Regions from separate parts of the Mus musculus genome. Here regions 2, 3, 4, 5 and 6 are each linked to region 1. A link is a contact called in public Micro-C and promoter capture Hi-C data. All regions are on one chromosome and are shown on one strand. The core of a region is the stretch at or near the end of the contact, and the rest is flanking DNA. Distances in the headings are between cores, read along the strand shown. Region 1 holds the start of Stk24 (serine/threonine kinase 24). Region 2 holds the start of Clybl (citrate lyase beta like). Region 3 holds the start of 4930424E08Rik (a long non-coding RNA gene). Region 4 holds the start of A330035P11Rik (RIKEN cDNA A330035P11 gene). Region 5 has its middle 16 kb from the start of Gm33173. Region 6 holds the start of Gpr18 (G protein-coupled receptor 18).

The links. Promoter capture Hi-C pulls out the DNA fragments that hold promoters and counts their contacts. Hi-C and Micro-C count contacts between places; a contact is called where the count stands out from the background. Capture Hi-C pulls out chosen DNA fragments and counts their contacts.
Region 2: a promoter capture Hi-C map of liver shows a contact between it and region 1, with 2.0 times the contacts expected there. The contact joins the promoter of Clybl here to the promoter of Stk24 in region 1. A contact is called at or near these places in 1 of 39 promoter capture datasets (liver), 1 of 484 Hi-C or Micro-C datasets (the G1E-ER4 cell line) and 2 of 115 datasets of contacts at active chromatin or transcription factors (bone marrow-derived macrophages and memory CD8 T cells).
Region 3: a contact with region 1 is called in a promoter capture Hi-C map of hippocampal neurons, with 2.6 times the contacts expected there. The contact joins the promoter of 4930424E08Rik here to the promoter of Stk24 in region 1. A contact is called at or near these places in 2 of 39 promoter capture datasets (hippocampal neurons and stem cell-derived epiblast-like cells).
Region 4: a contact with region 1 is called in a promoter capture Hi-C map of liver, with 3 times the contacts expected there. The contact joins the promoter of A330035P11Rik here to the promoter of Stk24 in region 1. A contact is called at or near these places in 3 of 39 promoter capture datasets (the C10 cell line, liver and pre-B cells), 2 of 484 Hi-C or Micro-C datasets (both in embryonic stem cells), 1 of 115 datasets of contacts at active chromatin or transcription factors (memory CD8 T cells) and 1 of 9 other capture datasets (liver).
Region 5: a Micro-C map of embryonic stem cells shows a contact between it and region 1, with 3 times the contacts expected there. The contact joins the enhancer-like site here to the promoter of Stk24 in region 1. A contact is called at or near these places in 13 of 39 promoter capture datasets (the 3T3-L1 cell line, 3T3-L1-derived adipocytes, the C10 cell line and 8 more), 7 of 484 Hi-C or Micro-C datasets (the Ba/F3 cell line, cerebral cortex, cortical neurons and 3 more), 10 of 115 datasets of contacts at active chromatin or transcription factors (the NIH/3T3 cell line, T-cell acute lymphoblastic leukemia, astrocytes and 7 more) and 1 of 9 other capture datasets (adipose tissue).
Region 6: a contact with region 1 is called in a promoter capture Hi-C map of liver, with 2.3 times the contacts expected there. The contact joins the promoter of Gpr18 here to the promoter of Stk24 in region 1. A contact is called at or near these places in 4 of 39 promoter capture datasets (cranial neural crest, liver and pre-B cells), 1 of 484 Hi-C or Micro-C datasets (pre-B cells) and 2 of 115 datasets of contacts at active chromatin or transcription factors (bone marrow-derived macrophages and effector CD8 T cells).

Annotation. Positions count from the first base shown.
Region 1 is chr14:121,377,730-121,380,654 of GRCm38.p6, forward strand. Stk24 (serine/threonine kinase 24) reads right to left here and starts at 1,501. Exons shown (of 11, transcript NM_145465.2): 1 at 1,169-1,501. The coding sequence starts at 1,210.
Region 2 is chr14:122,180,302-122,183,226 of GRCm38.p6, forward strand. It overlaps Clybl (citrate lyase beta like), which reads left to right and starts at 1,393. Exons shown (of 8, transcript NM_029556.3): 1 at 1,393-1,480. The coding sequence starts at 1,425.
Region 3 is chr14:120,635,623-120,638,547 of GRCm38.p6, forward strand. It overlaps 4930424E08Rik (a long non-coding RNA gene), which reads left to right and starts at 1,400. Exons shown (of 2, transcript XR_383786.1): 1 at 1,400-1,566; 2 at 2,149-2,596.
Region 4 is chr14:122,105,518-122,108,442 of GRCm38.p6, forward strand. It overlaps A330035P11Rik (RIKEN cDNA A330035P11 gene), which reads right to left and starts at 1,457. Exons shown (of 4, transcript NR_015586.3): 1 at 267-1,457. It overlaps Tm9sf2 (transmembrane 9 superfamily member 2), which reads left to right and starts at 1,565. Exons shown (of 17, transcript NM_080556.3): 1 at 1,565-1,918. The coding sequence starts at 1,751.
Region 5 is chr14:120,830,707-120,833,631 of GRCm38.p6, forward strand. No RefSeq gene overlaps it. Among named protein-coding and RNA genes, the nearest start is that of Gm33173, 16 kb to the right of the region's middle. Within about 2 kb of position 1,370, at least 277 of the 459 cell types and tissues checked have an H3K27ac peak or open chromatin away from gene starts, as enhancers often do. A contact at or near this core is called in 3T3-L1-derived adipocytes, the Ba/F3 cell line, the NIH/3T3 cell line and 14 more, where this site is marked.
Region 6 is chr14:121,914,329-121,917,253 of GRCm38.p6, forward strand. Gpr18 (G protein-coupled receptor 18) reads right to left here and starts at 1,560. Exons shown (of 2, transcript NM_182806.2): 1 at 1,349-1,560. The region is part of intron 4 of Ubac2 (ubiquitin associated domain containing 2); the gene reads left to right. Gm46485 (a long non-coding RNA gene) reads left to right here. Exons shown (of 2, transcript XR_001781471.2): 1 at 1-2,689; 2 at 2,787-2,925.

The sequences.
Region 1 (2,925 bases), core at 251-2,750:
AAACCGGGGCCAAGAAAACCATTTTCCTTACGTGGTATGGAAAGAAAAAAGAAGAAGAAAAGAGGGATAGGAACTATTTTCAGAAGTGGCAGAAGCAGTAAGAGGCAAGCAAGGTCCATGCGGCTCAACCCTGAAGCCAGAGAGAAGGCGCCTGCTGCATCTATAAACTGATAACCTTGGATATTCTGAGGTGTTTTGTTTTTTTTTTGTTGTTGTTGATTTTTGTTTGTTTTTTTTTAAGCAAAACTCTTCCGTTCACTTCCTTGGGAAAGCAAAACTTTGACTGGTCTTGCTATCTTAATCGCAATCATTATGTCTGTATTTATTATATACGCTCACAAACTTTACAAGTTTGAACAGACAAGTGATTGTTTTTCAAAGTGCAGAAAACCATCCTCAATAGCAAAAAAAAAGTTCGTGCATCCATATAAACTTGAAATTCAACTCCGTCCCCTCACCGCCCCCTTCCCCTCCGAAGAAAAAGTCACTGGCAGGCTAAGAAGATACAAAGTGTGCACCAAGAAGCCCGCTAGCACACAGTTCCTCTGGATGCCAACCGGTCTCAAAGTGAAAGTCCAGCAGCGGAGTCCTGGCACCCGAGGGATGAACCTGGGCTCTGCACACCAGGGCGCTCGCGGAGGTGTGGGTTCCGCCTCCCGAGTTTGCAACCTCGCACTTTCCGCACCAGAACTACAGGCTCCGATGCGAGGTTACATCTTCCTGCACCCCGCCCTGCGGCCCGCCCGGACTGTGACCAGCCGGGGCGCGCTCCCGCCCTGCGCTCGGGTCTCCCGCTTGAGGGGTCTGGGGAGGGACTTTTGCTAACTGAGGACGGACCCCAGAGTGCCGCTATCCCTGTCCCAGGCCCACATAGGGCCCAGGCACCAAAGCGGGGCCTCCAAGGACACTAGTTCAGACTCCTGCCCGGGATGGGCGCTCGGCCTGCGCGTCGGACTTGGGGAGCGCAAAGCTCCTGCACCCCACCTCGGCCCCAGGCCGCAGACCCCAAAGCCCCTCCACGTGCATACACCCGAGATCCCCGCCGCCCGAGTCGGCGAAGATCCCGGAGAAGCGGGCCCGGCTGGTTGGGGGGAGGGGGGGCGTGTTGACACCGCCAAGTTGCCCGCTTCCGCCCTGGCCGCAGCCCGACCGGGCCACCCCAACCTACCTGCATGCCCGGCAGGCCCGACTGCACCGGGGAGTGGGCCATGGCGCTCGGCGCCGCCACTTCCTGGCCCGGGACGCGCGGAGCCGCGCGGCGAGCAGGCCCGGGGCCGCGCGCAGCCCTCGGGTGGCGGGGCGGGCTCTGGAGCCCGAGGCCACCGCACCCCGGGGACGGTCTCAACGAAGGTTGGCGGGCCGCGGCCCCATACACTGAGCCTGGGGCGGGCAGTGGGGGGCGCGGGGGACGTCTCGAGACTGCGGCTGCTTCTCCAGGGATCCCGTCGCTGCGCCGCCGCGGTGCTCAGGTCGAGCCGGGCGGCCTGGGCCCGCGAGCGCTGGCCGCCTGGAGCCGAGTGGGCGCGCACAGTCCGCCGCGCCCCGCCCCGGCCCGGCCCCCGCGCCCGCCCCCGCGGCCCGGCCGGGGACCCCGCCCCGCGCTTCCGGGAGGGGGAGGGGGAGGGGAGGAGCCGCCGGGCGCCCTAGGCCGCAGTCGCGCCTCCCTGCGGGCGCGCAGGCGGGGTCCCCGGGGCCCGGCGGGCAGGCGGGCGCTCTCGGGTGCTGTGCGCCGGGGTCCTTCGGAACCGCGGGGTGGGCCTCGCGCGCGGAAGAGAGCTGAGTTTGGGGGAGCGAAGAGCACCGCCCACTCCTACCCTTCCCTCTCCACCCGCCCTGGCCCTCCAGAGGCCAGAGTCTGCACTCGGGGTGTCCCCAGAGGGGCCTAGCCTGGGGCCTATTCCAAAAGCCCCGGCCGGAGCGTCCTCACTGTACGAAGTTTCCAGCCAGATCAAGGAAGAAACCCCAAGGGTAGAGAGGGCGGTTTGTGTGCACTGCCTTGGGTACTGAACTCAGCCTCGCCTGGGCCGCCGGCTGTGGAAACTTAGCTGGACAGAGGAAGGGCTGGGCCCCGCCATCTCTGCGCTGCGCACAAGAAGGGAAAAGTGGGGTGCGGAGGGGTGCTGGAGGAAGGGAAGACAATAGAAGGAAACCGCGTCCCGACTCTTACCCAGCCCTCCCCTCGCTTCACTGCTCCTAAGGCCGTAGGCCCTCTCTGGGCACCAGCTCTGCCCTCCTCCTAAGCTGCCGCTTCTGCAGCAAACAAGGAAGGATGGAGTGAATCCATGCGGTTCCAGGAAGTACTTTATTTACAAGTGGCAAATAGGAAGTGGTCTAAGAGTCAGAATCGCTGTGTCTCTCGCCATAGGGACCCTGAGGCCTCATTCAGGAGTGCCCGCTTTGCCCCACAGCTGTGCAAGGTTAACCATACAAAATGAGTCCCCAAGAGTTCAGAAATAGAGGACGCATAAATCCTCGACTAAGGTAGAGAAGAGATTATTCTCTGAGGTGTCCTTGTATTCCAAGAACACAGGCTCCCTCTGGGTCCTGCATCAGAAGTTAAAGTAAGCCGAATACCCTTTGGAAACCTAGCCTAGGAGACCTCCAGGATGCTAAGATGTATTAGAAGGCTTGCATGATTACTCCTGGTCACCTGACTGAGATGCGTTGCCACTTCTAAAGAGTAAACTGAAAACATTAAAAGTATGAACCCATATAACCAAGAGTTTATGTGTTCCCTAAGCAGAAGAAACCTAAAAAGAAAAGAAAAAAAAATGGAGTACTTAATGAATACAAGGGAAAATGATCAAGACCATGAATCTTGAAAAGGCATATATTATTCAACCTCAAATTCTACCTAGAATAACATGAAAGAATGACCAGAAATACAGGAGTCTCTACCAAGAGGCAGCGACTTTCAGCCTTGGA
Region 2 (2,925 bases), core at 143-2,642, 800 kb after region 1:
TTGATAAATAAAAACTCAAGGCCGGGCGGTGGTGGCACACACCTTTAATCCAAGTACTTGGGAGGCAGAGGCAGGCAGATTTCTGAGTTCAAGGCCAGCCTGGTCTACACAGTGAGTTCCAGGACAGCCAGGGCTATACAGAGAAACCCTGTCTCAAACAACAACAACAACAACAACAACAACAAAAGTTTTAAAAACTCAAACCCCCAGACCTGTGTTTTTACTGGTGGATGGATGGCCATAGAGAAGTGTAACAGGACAAAGAGTGTGATCTAGTATCTGGAGACAGACAAAGCTTGCCTGCTCAGTCTCTTAGTACAAGATATAGATGTGTAAATTAGAGATGGAATGGGTGTTCCTGATACTGCTTTGTCTCAGGCTCCATTTTGGCGGAACAGACTGGGGCCCGCAGTGGAGACAGGAAAGTGGGATGGTCCTCACTGGGTGCAGGCAGGAGAGGTCCGGGTGGGTGTGAGGGGGCCTCACAGAGGGTTTGAACAGTCTGCCCTGTTGGTATCATAAACTAAGCGATAACTCAGTCTTGCAGATATTCGGCATCTGTGCTGCCACTCTGGCTACAAAGGACTTCTGGGGTCTTTTGTTTTTGTTTTTCGGGACAGGGTTTCTCTGTGTAGCCCTGGCTGTCCTGGAACTCACTCTGTAGACCAGGCTGGCTTCGAACGCAGAAATTCTCCTGCCTCCCAAGTGCTGGGATTAAAGGCGTGAGCCACCACGCCCGTCTGGGGTCTATTTTTTAATCCAGCTTCCGACAACGACTTTGAGTGTCAATTCAGAACAAACGGAACGTAGTGACCACCAAAATCAAAACTGCAGAGGTAGAAGACAGAGGAATGGTGGAGGGTGGAGAGTGGAAAGGACCAGACACTAGGTAGGGCACCACTGGATTAGGAAAGACGACCGATGGCAGCTTCTCTCAGTTTCCGGAGACCCGCAGGCATTGGGAAGGGGCCTGTGTGGGTCCCAAGCCTGCACCTTTTCAGGTAGAGCCCATTTGCTTTGACCACTTTTAGCTTATGCACCATCGCAGGCTCACCGACTGTGTTAGGGGCACGTTGATAATAAAAACAGCAAAAAAGCCCCTCGGAAACCTAAATCTTCTCTGCCAGAGAAAACCCAAGTTTCTCTAACTCGTTTCAGAAGCGGGCGGAGCATTGGGTCACCAAAGCCTCCGCGCAGAGCCGCGCAGGGCTCGCAGAGGATTGGAGTGGCTAACGAGGGCGGGCGTGGTTTTGGAAAGAGAAGCGTTGCATGGGGCCTCGCCAGCAGAAGCAAGGTGGGGCTGAGTCTGGCTGGACTGGCCTGGGCTGTGGCAAGCGGGGGGCCGGGCTAAGCCTGGTAGGGCGGGCGTGGCCGAATCCAGCTAGGCGGGGCGAGGGCGGGGCGTAGGCGGGCCAGTCGGGAAGATGGCGTTGTGCGTGCTGCGGAACACGGTTCGTGGAGCGGCGGCGCTGCCCAGGCTGTGAGTTCAGGTTCTCTGTCCCCGCCACGCGGCGAAGGCGGTAGCCAGAGTGGTCTCTGGAGCCTGCATGGGCACTCTAGCCCGATACCTCTGTGCCTCCGGTCCTTGACCTCTGCCAAGGTCGCTGCGGCTGCTGCCTCCCAGTGGGAGGGCTTTGCGTGGACCCGGGCAATGGGTACAAACGTTACTGGGTTGGCAGGGCTGTCAGCATCTGGCATGTACCGCGCTAACTTAGGGGCGCTCTGGAGTAGCTGAGACGCTCACCCCACCTATGTGAAGCACAGTGGTTCCCAAATGTTGTTCTCTGGACCCACTTACCCAACCAAGAATGACTGAGGGTTCCAAAAAGCTTTTGCCAAAATCTGCTCATGAAAAACACTGAATTTTTTTTAGGTGAAAAGAGCATATATTTTGAAGTTTTCTTTGGTTTAACAAGAGACTTTAAGTCTTACGTCATCAGCTTTGGAGTAGATATTTGAAAAGAATTCCATGACTTGGGGAGTGGAGGCAGGAGGACGCAGGTTAAAGGCTACACTTAATCTACATAGCAAGTTTGAGGCCAGCCTGGCCTACATAGCAATACTAGTTGGTAAAGGAACTGTAGATTGTCACAAACAGTGACCCTCCCTCATGACACTTGCCTATCTGTTAACTGCACGTGTCCTGAGTTCTCCTTTAAGGTGTCTTGCCTATTGTGAGGAAACAGGATCAGAGACTGTCTCAAAGTCCCACGGAGCGATGGAGCCAGAGTTCACAGTTTAGCGTTTTTTACATCTTTTGTGTTGTGCTTCATGATTTACCCCAGACCCATGACAGGACCCATATGGTCTTAGGCACCTCATTTTCTCATCTGTGGCCTTGCACCCTGGCTGGAGGAAAATCACTCCTGGAACCTGAGTGGTGGTAAGGGAGGGGTCCTGGGCCAGCCCAGAGATTCCGTTTCTGAAGTGTGAAAGGACCAGTCCTGACCGCACACAGTCACCACTTCTAATAGGCTTGGAGCTTAGTGTAAACTCCTTTTTATCACCACCACCCTGCCCCCCATACCATGCATCATCTCTATCAAGGGCAGGTACTTGGCTTTAGTGAGCCAATTGTGCTAGTGTGGTCCTAGTAAACCCACCAGAGGATGTAAGTGCTGTCTGGGACCAGTAGGCTACTTCTGGAGGCTCCTTGCTTATTTTCAGAGTGTCTGAACCATTGCTGAGCACGCAGGGGCCATTCAAGACCAGAAATCCTGATCCCTGTTTCTGACCCACCAGCGTTTGCCCTGAGCTCTAGACTGTCATGTTATTCATGCAGTTCTCTGTGGCCATGCTGGATGTATATGAATTACTCCGCTTTCAAGGAAGGGAGCATAACTCACTTGACAGAGCCAAGAAATATAGATGGGAACACACACACCTATCAAAGTTGCTACATAGAACCATCTGTAGCTATTTCTC
Region 3 (2,925 bases), core at 150-2,649, 740 kb before region 1:
CTTTCACACACATACAGTTACACACACTCTTACACATACACATATTCTCACACCCTCACACCCATATACTCATACACACTTTCACAACACTTACACACAGTCATACACTCTTACACACACTCACACACAGCACATGTACACACTCAGTTGTTTTAAAAAAAAAAAACTTGTAAAACTAGAAAGTTTCTTCATGGCTTTACTGCCCTCCTCCATGTTAGTTCTTCTCCAGTCCTCTCTTCTGCCCTATGCCCCTATCTTTGCTACCTTGCTATTGCTGTGCAGATACACAGCCAAGCAAATTTCTAGAAGGAAGAGTCCATTTGTGGCTGACAGTTTCAGAGGGTGAGTTAGAGTCTATGAGTAGTACACCAGGGAGCTCAGTGATGGGACAGTACTGAGGGGTTATCTTGAGACAACAGCCATGAGCAGAGAGTGTGTTTACTGGGAACCTCCTCTATCAGGCTACAGCTCCTAATTCTTCTCCAACAGTTTCACCAACCAGGAGCCAAGCATACAAATGTCAGCGCCTATGGGTGCCATTCTCATTTATTTACCTTTGGGGTAAAGAGTGAGGAGGGTCTAGCCAAGCCAAGCCGAGTCCCTTTTTATAAAGTTTAAAGATGGTGGGCCAGGGAGATAGATCAGTAGTAAGTGTTTGTTGTGCAATCACGAGAACCCAGTAAGAATAGAGACATGATGGGCTGCATTTGTGATCATAGCTCTGGGGGTAGATCCCCAGGGCTTGGTGACCAGCTAGCCTGGACTAATCAGAAAGTCTCAGATCACAGGGAAATACTTTCTCAAAAACATGGATGATAGTACATGAGATTGTCCTCTGTCTCCATATGCACACACATACACAGAGGCCTAGACAGAAACACACAGACACATACACAGACATGCACAAACACACACAGACATACAGGCATAAATATATAGACATACACAGAGGAACATAGACACAGACACATACACACAGACATACAGACACACATATACACATACACACAGAGACACATGTACACACAGACACACAGACGTAGACATACAGTCACAAACACATACATATAGACACACACACACACACACACACACACACACACACACACACAAAGGTGATGACCCAGACTGTGATAAAAAACTGGACTACCTTCACAGGACCTCCTCATTCTCTTCTACCCGTAAGCTCAGTGAGGCAGAGTTAGAAGATTCGGACACTCAACCTTGGGTCACAACTCCTTCAGAGGTGTCAAATGATCCTTTCACAGGGGTCACGTACAACCATAAGGAAACATGCTTACATTATGACTCATAACAGTAGCCAAATGACAGTTATGAAGTAACAATGGAGATTTTATAGTTGGGGGTCCCCACAGCATGAGTAACTGCTAGGGTCTCAGCATTAGAAGGTTGAGGACCACTGTACTCTAGTGGGAGTCAGAATGGGGAAAGGTTTCGTGCCTGCACTGGTTGTCTGGTAATGGCTTGGTGACCTTGAAAATTTACCTAAGCTCTGCAAGCTTTGAGGTCTTTGCATGAGTCACTGTGAGCTATGGCTCTCCAGAGGTATGTTTCCTACTTTCCTGTAACTCTGCAGAGGCATGTGGAAGCGCTCAGCATATGTCTCTAGCTCCTTTCTAGGTGGATGTATGTATGCCTGGCATAAATGCAGGGCCAAGGCTCCACAAGTCCTCTACAGCTCTGTCCAGAGCTGTCCACTACACATTGTATCTTCTGCTATTGATCATGTGCACATATATTTATTCCGTCTCAAGAGTCCTGCATCCTTCTCGGGACTCTGTGGATTCAGGGATCAGGCCCCTTCTACCCAGTCCTGCATCCTTCTCGGGAGTCTGTAGATCCAAGGACAGGTCCCTTCTACCAAGTGCCTCCAGGCCTCTGGGAAGCAAGGCATACACTCTCCTCTGAGAGCTGATTTCCCAGTCCTTTCTCCTCTCCTCTCTCACTCACTTGCCACAGGCACCATCTGTTTCCTGCCTTTATCTTCCATGAGTCTTGCGAATTCTCTCCGTGCCTGCTCTTTTACTCCTGGCTGTCATGTTGTCCAGCTTTGCTATTTCTCCAAGGGCGTCTATCCTTGAAACTCGGAAAAACAACGGATTCTTTTTTTATCTCTCTTATCCACAGGGCCTCACCTTTCCCCTGAGACTGTGAATACAACTTGGCTTCATTGGATGTGAGTGAGAGAAAACAGACATGCAGGGAAAATCGCAGGCTAGTATTTGAGCAGTACCACCCACCCCATTATCGCTCTCCTTGGCTTCATCCTCCCAGTGGTTCTGCTAAGGCCCGGTTCTTATTCATCTTAGTTCTTAATCCTTTGGCATGGACGCGTCTGTGGATGTTCTGACCCTCTGTGTGACTAAAGCCCTCTGGTCAGTTCTTCCGGTCGGTTTTGCCTTTTGGATGAGGTGATAAACTCATTAGTAATTTCCTGCGGTTTGTCTGTGCTCTGAGGCAGTGAATGCTTCAGACAGTGAGTGACTCGCTCACAGAGGTGCTGCCCTCTACACTCCCCTCTTGTCTTTCATTTCTTTCATTTGTCCTCATTAATAAAGGGCTACTCTCAAATCTCTCTAAGTTTGTATTCTCACTTGAAGCTATCTATCTATAATAAGCATATTATATTACTTCAGCGGAACCTGACAGAAACCCAAATAGGCATTGAGGTCTATTTAAATGAGCATTGGAGCTGGGGTGGAGCTCAGTTGGTTGAGTGCTTCCTACCATGCATGAATCTCTGGGTTCTACCTACATCACACCTTTAACTCTGCTTGATGGTAATGCCTGAAATTCTAGCACCCACAAAAATCACAAGTTCAAGGTCATCTTGGGATACACAGTTCAAGAGCAACCTGGACTTTCTGAGACCATGTCTCAAATATGCTTATTGTTTCACTTGGG
Region 4 (2,925 bases), core at 207-2,706, 730 kb after region 1:
GGGGACACCTACATTCTACATTATCCCTCTTAGCACAAGTAGAAGCTGGGGAGACCTACAGAGTGGCCTAGCGTGGTAGGTAGGAGCCTAGAGACCACCAAAAGAACTCAGTGGCACAGCGAGCAGCATGCCAGCTATGGACAGTGAGATTGTCACAGGTAGAAAAAAGTAGTAATGGCAAGGTTGGAGCGGGAGCTACGGCAGTGAAGGTCTAGTTTGGTATTATCAGAAAAATAGGTAAGGTGTGTGGGGGGTGTTAATCCTACCTCTTTATATTTGGAGACAGCTGCTTCCTTTTTCGACAAAGGGCGTTGTCTTGACTTAGCCCAAAGTTCAGTATGTGCATGTATTTGAGATGGTGTGCGCTGATGGACACGCCTCCTTTTGTTATAAAAGTGGTCAGGACCGCCTGGGACAACTACTATATCACCTATTTTTTTGTGATATAGTATTTTTTAACTTAATCTTTACCACTCTTTGAGAGGGTGAGCACCCTTGTCTTCTCTTCTAACTTTCATTTCTCCAGTGATGAACCCATGCCCAGAGGCACATCGCTAGATCACAATGTTCCAAAGCCAGGACGCTCAGCCAGTACAAATTACCTTTGATGTTAAAGCTCTTTTTAGGTATGTCAGTAGTTCTTTCTGTAGGTGCTAGAGCCATTGAAAATCTGGTTAGTTGTAAACTTTGGGGAAGGGAGCAATATATGAGCACACAGAAAAAATTTAATAGCATGAGACTACAAACTTTTTTGAATTTACCTATTTTCTGAATTTGCCTTTTCTTGAATTTGGGGGTTACAGTCATCCAGGACTGTGTTTTATATTCTAAGATGATGCACTTGGGGAAGAATTCGGTTGAAGTCTAAAACTCCATGGGCTTTTTATGCTAAACTTTTCTCCTCCTTGAGCATAATGCTTGCGCACTAACACAGAGACATAACCATTTCCCATTATCAATGGGAAAAGCTATGCACCTTGTCGAAGAGTAATAATGCCGTAATAGTCTTCCTTAACACGACTGCTTTGCTTAACTAAGCCCCGGTATCTTCATTGCAACCTGCCATTGCTACTTTATATTTACTACCCTCTCTCATCTATCTCATTTCGACTTTCTGAAAGATATGTTTGTTGTGTGCACACTTCTCCCACACAAGAATGTCCCAGCATTTCCGATGCTTAGGAATTATTCTTGCAAATAACCTCTAAGAGCTGTTTAAAGATTTACGAACCGCTCTTTCCATTTGTTCCCTTACCCTGGCCCCAACTAGGTAACCCCTGAGCTCTGCCTCATCGACCAACTCGGTCTCCATCAGAAAGTACTTGGTTCATCAGTCCTGAGCGGACTGACGGGTATGAGGTGACAGAGGGCAGAGAAGAGGTGCGCCCGAGAAGCGCGGCGCTCTGGAGCGCCACGGTGGAACCTGGAACCCGACTGTGGGTGCCGGAAGCGCGCAGGCGGAAGTCACCCAGATCCCGGAACGCGGATCTCTTGGCCGCCCCGCCCGGAAAGAGCCCGCTGCGCTTGCGGCGCCGGCACTGAGCATGTGCGTGCGGCCCCGCGCATGCTCCGTGGAGGCCCGCTTCGGTTTCTGTCGCGGGGCCCGCGGTGTCTCCTAGCGTAACCGGAACTAGCCGTTGCGGGCCGGCCTTCTCTGCGCTCGGGCCTTGAGGTGATCTCCGAGCGCCCCGGACCCCTCCTTCCTCGCCGTCCCCCTCGGCTCGGCCGCTCGCCTCTCACAGCCGCCGGCATGAGCTCCAGGCCGCCAGCGTCGCCGCCAGCGCAAGGCTCCAGGTTGCTGCTGCTGTCGCTGCTCCTGCTAGGGACGGTCCCAGGCCCGCGCCCGGGAAGCGCCTTCTACCTGCCCGGCCTGGCGCCGGTCAACTTCTGCGCCGAAGAGAAGAGCAACGAGTGCAAGGTGGGGGAGGCCTGTCGGGCTGCGCGCCGCGGTGGGAGCGGGGTCTAGGAGCGGGGTCAAGGAGCGGGAAGGGGCGTAGCTGTGGGTGGGGTCGCATTTCGAGCCGCGACGGGACGGGGGCCTGCGGACCCCGGGTGGTCCCCGCGGGCTCGTCGCTGCAGCTCGGGGCGCTTTGCCCGGACCCCGGCGGCTTGCGGAGCGCCCTTGGACTGGCCTGCACGCAGGTACGCGGTGACCCGATGCCCACACGGGGCGCTCCCAGCCGAGCGACAACTTCCAGTAACTTAATTTCGTAGCTCACTGTTTTATTGCACTTTCCTAGAACTCCTGGTCATGACGGCTTATTCTCTCTAGGACTTTGATACCGAACTTCAAGAATACTAGTTGATCATTTAACCTGTGGATTGTGACGCATTCTAACCCTCCTTGAAAACCGCGTTAATAAAGACTAGTTGTAGTTAAGTTTAGTCCCTGGCCTTTAAATTTTTTTTTAAGCTATAAAATTTTTAAGAGACCCCCAAATGGGTTTCTCCGCGATGGCTTTAAACACTTAAAAAGCAGCAGAGAGCGGGAGAAAGAACCTGCCTTGAAAATGTTGGTTTCGTAGGCCATCCGCCCACACGTTTTTCAGTTTACCAGCTGAAAGCAGCTTTTAGGTATCAGGTGTAGAGCATCACAATACACCATTATTTCGTAAAGTTACTAAAACTTAACCATTTGGAGGATCCAGGGCCTCTCAGAAACCGTTAATTTTAATACTTCAAATAATGGTTAAGAAAACGTTTACACTTTTTATTTACTAAAATTTTAAGCTGGTGTTTATTTTATGACTCTTAGCTATACCACAGTTGTGAATTTTGAGGTTGTTTTAGAGTATTAGGGAGGCTATTAAAGTTTTCATGGCATTTTGCAGCTTCTCTTTAGGTTTGTGGGCTATCCTGTGTGGCGTTAACATGGTCACTACAGTTTTAGAAAGAAACAAACGTGTATCTATGACACGTAAGTCG
Region 5 (2,925 bases), core at 120-2,619, 550 kb before region 1:
GGGGCAACGCTCCAGAGCTGGTTCTCTATGATAGGCGGAGGCGGGGCAACGCTACAGAGCTGGTTCTCTCGACGTTCATGCGTACTGGGAATGGAGCCATAGCACCATGCCTGCACAACACACACTTTTGCACACTGGGCTATCTCACTGTCCACCCCCCCCCCAAGACATCTCATTCCCCCCCACTAAGCTATCTCACTGCCCCCCTTACTGAGTTATCTATCTCACTGTTTCCCCCACTGAGCTATCTCACTGTCCCCACTGAGACATCTCACTATCCCCACTGAGTCATCTCACTGCCCCCCACTCAGCTATCTTAATGTCCCCCCACTGAGCTATCTCATTGTCCCCCCACTTGGCATTTATAATTGGACCAAGTTTTAGGCATCCCCAGAAGTTTTATTACACTGATTATTTCAGTGCAAATCAGGACAAAGTATTGACACCTCTCAGGTTGTTTAATTAAACTATGATTATTTTAAATGAACAACCGATAGTCTCTCTACAATGTGCCATTCTTCTAGGTAACGAGGACAGTGTTGATCATCAACAGCAGACAGCACATGGGACTTGCTAGTGGTGTTCAGAGCGGGCAGCTTTCTCCCAGCAATGCTAACCCAAGGTCGAGTTCACTAATTAGCCACTGAGGTACACTTTGCTACAATATCGATTCCAGGCCTTTTCCTTCAACAGACACCCAATTAAATTGTCTTGGTCAAAACAGAAGTAATTGAGACTCCCAGAACAGCTGTAAAGATCAGGTGGGGTAGAGAGAATCCCTTTAGCTCAGACAATAAACCCTGCAGCTCAGCACACGGCCTCGGGTCCTGCTACCCCATTCCCCGGCTCTCAGAAGGAAACGTCTCCAAGCTGGTCTTACTCACAGGCTTCACTCCACTGCATATGCAAAACTTGCTAAGAGACTAAGTGTTCTTGTGAAGAAGGAAAAAAAAGGAGGTATGTGAGGTGACAAATATGCTAACTAACTTGGAATCATCATCTCACAACTTGCAGTTTGTCCTGTACATTGTAAGAAAGCTTGGGGGAAATACGCTAGATTAAAAGGGGCATTCATAGTACTGATATTTGACAAAGCCACTTAGATACGCTTTTCTCGAACGAGTCCTAAGGCGTGCCACTTGTTCCTGAACAGTGTGTGTGCATTACAACAATCCAGTTTGACACTCCCTGAGTTCTGTATCTTATTGGTCGGTATTTGTGATTTGTAGCTCAAAGCTTTGTGCATCACAGGTTATGCACACAGCGTCCACGAGAGGGCGATATAGCCTCGCTTTTAAGTCCTACACCGTCAGCGCAAGCGCGGCAAGAGTTCGCGAGCTAGGGGAAATCATTACCAACTTCCTTTCCACGGTGAAGTCAGTGACCCTTCTGTCACTTGGCAAAGCAAGCCAGGCAGCGAGCCTCGAAAGGCCGTCCTTTAAGTTAATGATTTATTGATTTTGCTGCCTGGTTTTGCTTTCACTGAGCCGGAGAGAAGGGGGTTGTCTTTTTAAACGTTCGTAGCTTGTTTGCTAGAATTCTAAACAGAAAGCTAAGCCTTCCTAGTGTGTTGGAATGCTCCATGTATGCAGTGGCTTTGTGGATGCTGACTGAGGACCTGCCCCCTAGCTGTTTAGTTCAATGAGAAGAAAGCAGGAAGACCAGAGATAATATAAGCGACCCAGCTGCCCTAGGGTTGCATTAGACCCAGCCCTTGACCAGAGCCTGGCCTCAACTTCTCAGCGTGGGTTTGCACAAACCACAAGTGAGGCCAGCTGCTCAGAGAATGAGTCAGCCCCCAGAATTCCATATGCAAATAAAGACAGAGCCGTTCCCCCAGACGCCTGGATGAGTTCCTGGAAGATCAGAATGCTTGGCAGTTCCCACTGAAGGTTTGAAGCCGCTGGCTGACTTCTTCTGCACATGAGATCTGACTCCTAGCATCGTTTGCACCCTGGAGACCAGGAAAGACCATACTGCAATGTGCTATGTGTCCATGTCAAGAGGTCTCTGGTTTTGTGCCTTTTTGCCCCATGATAGAAGTTGTTCTGTTTCAGAACAAGTGAGACGTCAAAATAAGAAAAGGGGTGGGTCTCACTGCAGATACTTCAGTCTTTAAGAGAAGAAATGGTTCCCTGTGGTTAGCAAAAGAGCAGAGCTCAGACTACCTCTGTTCAGAGCCTGAAGCACAAAGTTCTCCAGGGAGAAGAGGAGACCACACAGCCAACCCCAGGGTCTTCTTACCTCCTGGAATGGCCACTCTTCTGGATAGCTTTATGTCAACTTGACACACGCCAGAGTCATCTGAGAGGAGGGAACATCAATTAAGAAAATGCCTCCACACTGTAATTGGTAGGGGTGGCCCTAGCCTACAGTGGGTGATGCCATCTCTGGACTGGTGGTCATGGGTTCTATAAGAAAATAGACTGAGCAAGACAGACGAGGCAAACCATGCAGAGCAAACCAGTAAGCAGCACCCATCCGTGGCCTCTACATCAGTTCCTGCCGCCAGGTCCTTCTCCTAAGTCCTGTCCTGATTTTCTACAGTGATCTGGAAGTGTTAAGCTAAATAAGTCCTTCCTTCCCCAGCTTGCTTTTGGTCATGATATTTCATCACAGCAATAGAAACCCTAACTAAAGCAAGTTGGTATCAAGATGGTAGGGTATAGTAGGGTAGAGCTATGACAACCCTGACCATGTTATTTTGGGGAAGATTATGGAAGGACTTTGGAACTTGAGGCTAGAAAAGCCAGAGTGCTCAGTACCTGGTGAGTGTACTGTAGGAGCTTGGAAGATAAGAATGTTAAAAGCAGAACAGAAGATGGGGCCTAGGGGGGCGGAGATACGGCTCAGTGGTTAAGACTCTTCTTCTAGAGGTCCTGAGTTCAATTCCCAGCAACCACAAGGTGGCTCGAAATCACCTGT
Region 6 (2,925 bases), core at 310-2,809, 540 kb after region 1:
GAATCTTTCTTTAGTGAAACAATAGGGAGGATTAACAGCCTGTGGCTGGCTGATGAGAGTTAGTTTGAACAGTTGGGTAGACAGGACCAGGTACTGTGTGCTTTCTCCTTTGGTCCCATTGTTGTTTGCCACATAATTGGCTTAAATGTGATTTTGGAATAAAATCCTATATATCTAAAAACCTGTATTAAAATTTCCAAATAAGGCTGAGAATGGTAGCAACATGCTTTTAACTCTAGCACTTCTGAGGCAGAGGGAGGGGGAATCTCTGTTTGAAACTAGTTTGCTCTACATAGCACCCCCAAAATGTATATAACTAGAATACTAGTTTCTACGCAAATAAGAAAATTACTGCATAGTAAGGTTAAATCTTTAGTATTAAGCAAAGGAGACTTAGAGGCTTAAACACTGTGGTCTTTAAAGAAGCCTCTGAGGTATAATGAAGTCCTGGTCTTTCCTCTATCACCATTCTCCCTGGTGTTGTCATGAAAACACCTGTATCTACAGGCTGTCCTTCCCTGGCTGCTTTTCTGTAGTCCACCTGCCCCAGTTTTCACTGTGCTCAGTGCGATGCTCGATGCTTGTGTCTCTGTATTACCATCCGGACTATGTTCTGCACGATTTTGAGCGAGTGTTGAAAACCGATTGTCTTTCAGGTTAACTTTTGAAAACTTAAGTACCATGACTATCTGTAGGTTTTGTGTTTTTTGTTTTTATTTTTTTTTAAATTGAAGCCAAGTAATTTCATGAAACAGTAATTGAAACTATATGACAAAGACATTGAATTATGTTATGATGTACTATGTCATCAACATAATGTGTTAAATGACAGGGGAATGAGAGCGAGGCCTCAGTCCTACACCAAGAACTACTAGCAGCTTCTGTGCTAAAAGTGGGAGCAATAGGCCTCCCTCAGGAAGAGCCCACCAACTGGTTATCCAGTACTAAACGGTCAGCTCTGAAAACACGTGTGAGTAACACTACACAGAAAAGCAGGTTATATGTATTTAGGTGTGTGTGTGTGTGTGTGTGTGTGTGTGTGTAACAACAATTAAGAGAAGGAGGCCATGAATTTGTAAGCGGTTAAGGAGGGTCACGTGGGAGGGTTTGGAGGGAGGAGAGGGAAGAAATGATGTAATTATATTGGAATCTCAAAAATAAAATAAAAACATTTAAAACTCTACACTTAACTATTAATAAAAAATATTGAAAATGAGCGCTGAATCCTGGGAAAAGAATAACCAGTTGTTTCAAGGTCTTCATCTGATGGAACAGAAGTTTTGAGTTTAGTAAACACAACATTACTTCTGATAATGGTTTGCCATGAAATTAATTGAATGCAGCTTACCTCCTGTCTGTCAAAGGCTGTCTGAGAGGTGACCGTTTGCCGCTCTGCCCAGTCCCAGAGAGAGAGTGCTCAGAGTCGCCTGTGTTAGGTAGGTGGTGTCTCTGTGCTGTGTCTTGTTGGAGGGTTGTTGAGATGTAGTACCGATAGTGGGGTTGGTCTGCTGAGCTCTGAGCACTGCTCTGCCGTTTTCAGGAAACGCTCTGAAATGAGACACTCAGCGTGGGACTTTACCCTGGATGTGGTTTTCTCTTTCACAAGTGATTTGTTTATGAAGTCCTGCTCATCTCGGGCTGCTCTTGAAACAATGGCATATCTTGAAGAAAGGCAGATATTCTTGAATTAACTGCTTGTTTTGATGTTTGAAGTTTGTGTCACTTACAGGCAGGAGATTTGACACTGGGCAAAGCAAGGTTCAAAGCCTAGCTGCTTTCTAAGCTCCTCGACTTTGTCTAGCCTTTTGTTGTTCCTGTGTAGTTCCTATCCAGTTGAAATGCATAGCACTCATGTGATAGGATTGAGAACTCCTCTCCAGAAAAGTCCTGCCTGAAAGAGAGCAACTGCCACCCTGCCACCTCGGTCACCTGTCATCTTCTCCATGGCCCTGCTCTGCTCTGCTCTGCCCTGCCCTGCCCTGCAGATCTGTTCCTGGATCCTGTAGGTACTTCCTACACTTTGTCCATTTTCTATCTCAGGGAAGACTTGCAGTAATTTTTTTCTTGCATGAACATCCATGTAAACCATGGGAAGGACTGGGGAATTTACATGTAGCTGGAAGAATTTATATGTAGCAGTGTTCTCAGCTGAGAAGGGAAGTGAAACCCACAGAAGGGAGGATTGGGCAGCCCAGAGCATCGCTGTCTAGCTACTCTGAGTTTAACTTTCTCTTTAAAGTAGCCCAGCCCTTGTCCAGTTCTAAGTATCTCTACATTGGCTACACATTATTTGCCAGCCTTTAAATGGTGCCTAAGCTTAGCTGCTTCTGTGTCTATAGTGTGAGCGATTTAAACTGGCTCCTGTCATCTTGTCTGTCCTGTTTTGAGACGGGGCCTTACTGGCTGCTTTGGAGCTGTGTTGACCAGGTTGGCTTTGAACTTACCCTGGTCTTCCTGTCTCTGCCTCCTGAGAGCTGGACTCCAGCTGTCAGCCACCACAGCTGCCACAGCGTGAACTTGAGGTAGTTTGAGAACCTTGCTTCTTTTCCCAGAAGTGCTAAACTTTCATTCTACAAAAGGTACTGACGTTAGCTGTGCTAACAAACCACTGGGTGCCGTGGGAGCCTTCCAGAATAATGTGCTATAGAGCCACTGGAGACCACTGCAGCAGTTCCTGTGTGGGTGAGAGGTGATTGCCTTGAAACCTTCTCTAGACATGCTTTGGCATTGCCAAGTTACATCATAATTGTTTTATATGAAGTTATGTTTTTTCATATGCTACACAGGTCAGCCACATGGATACCTCTTGACTGGGACCCAGTGTGTTCTGTGAGAAGGTTTCTGACAGGAAGTACTGATTGTGCTGCTACAGTCAACAGATGAGGAGCCTGGGGTGTCTTCTCATTAAGACTTGAGTCTTCCCCG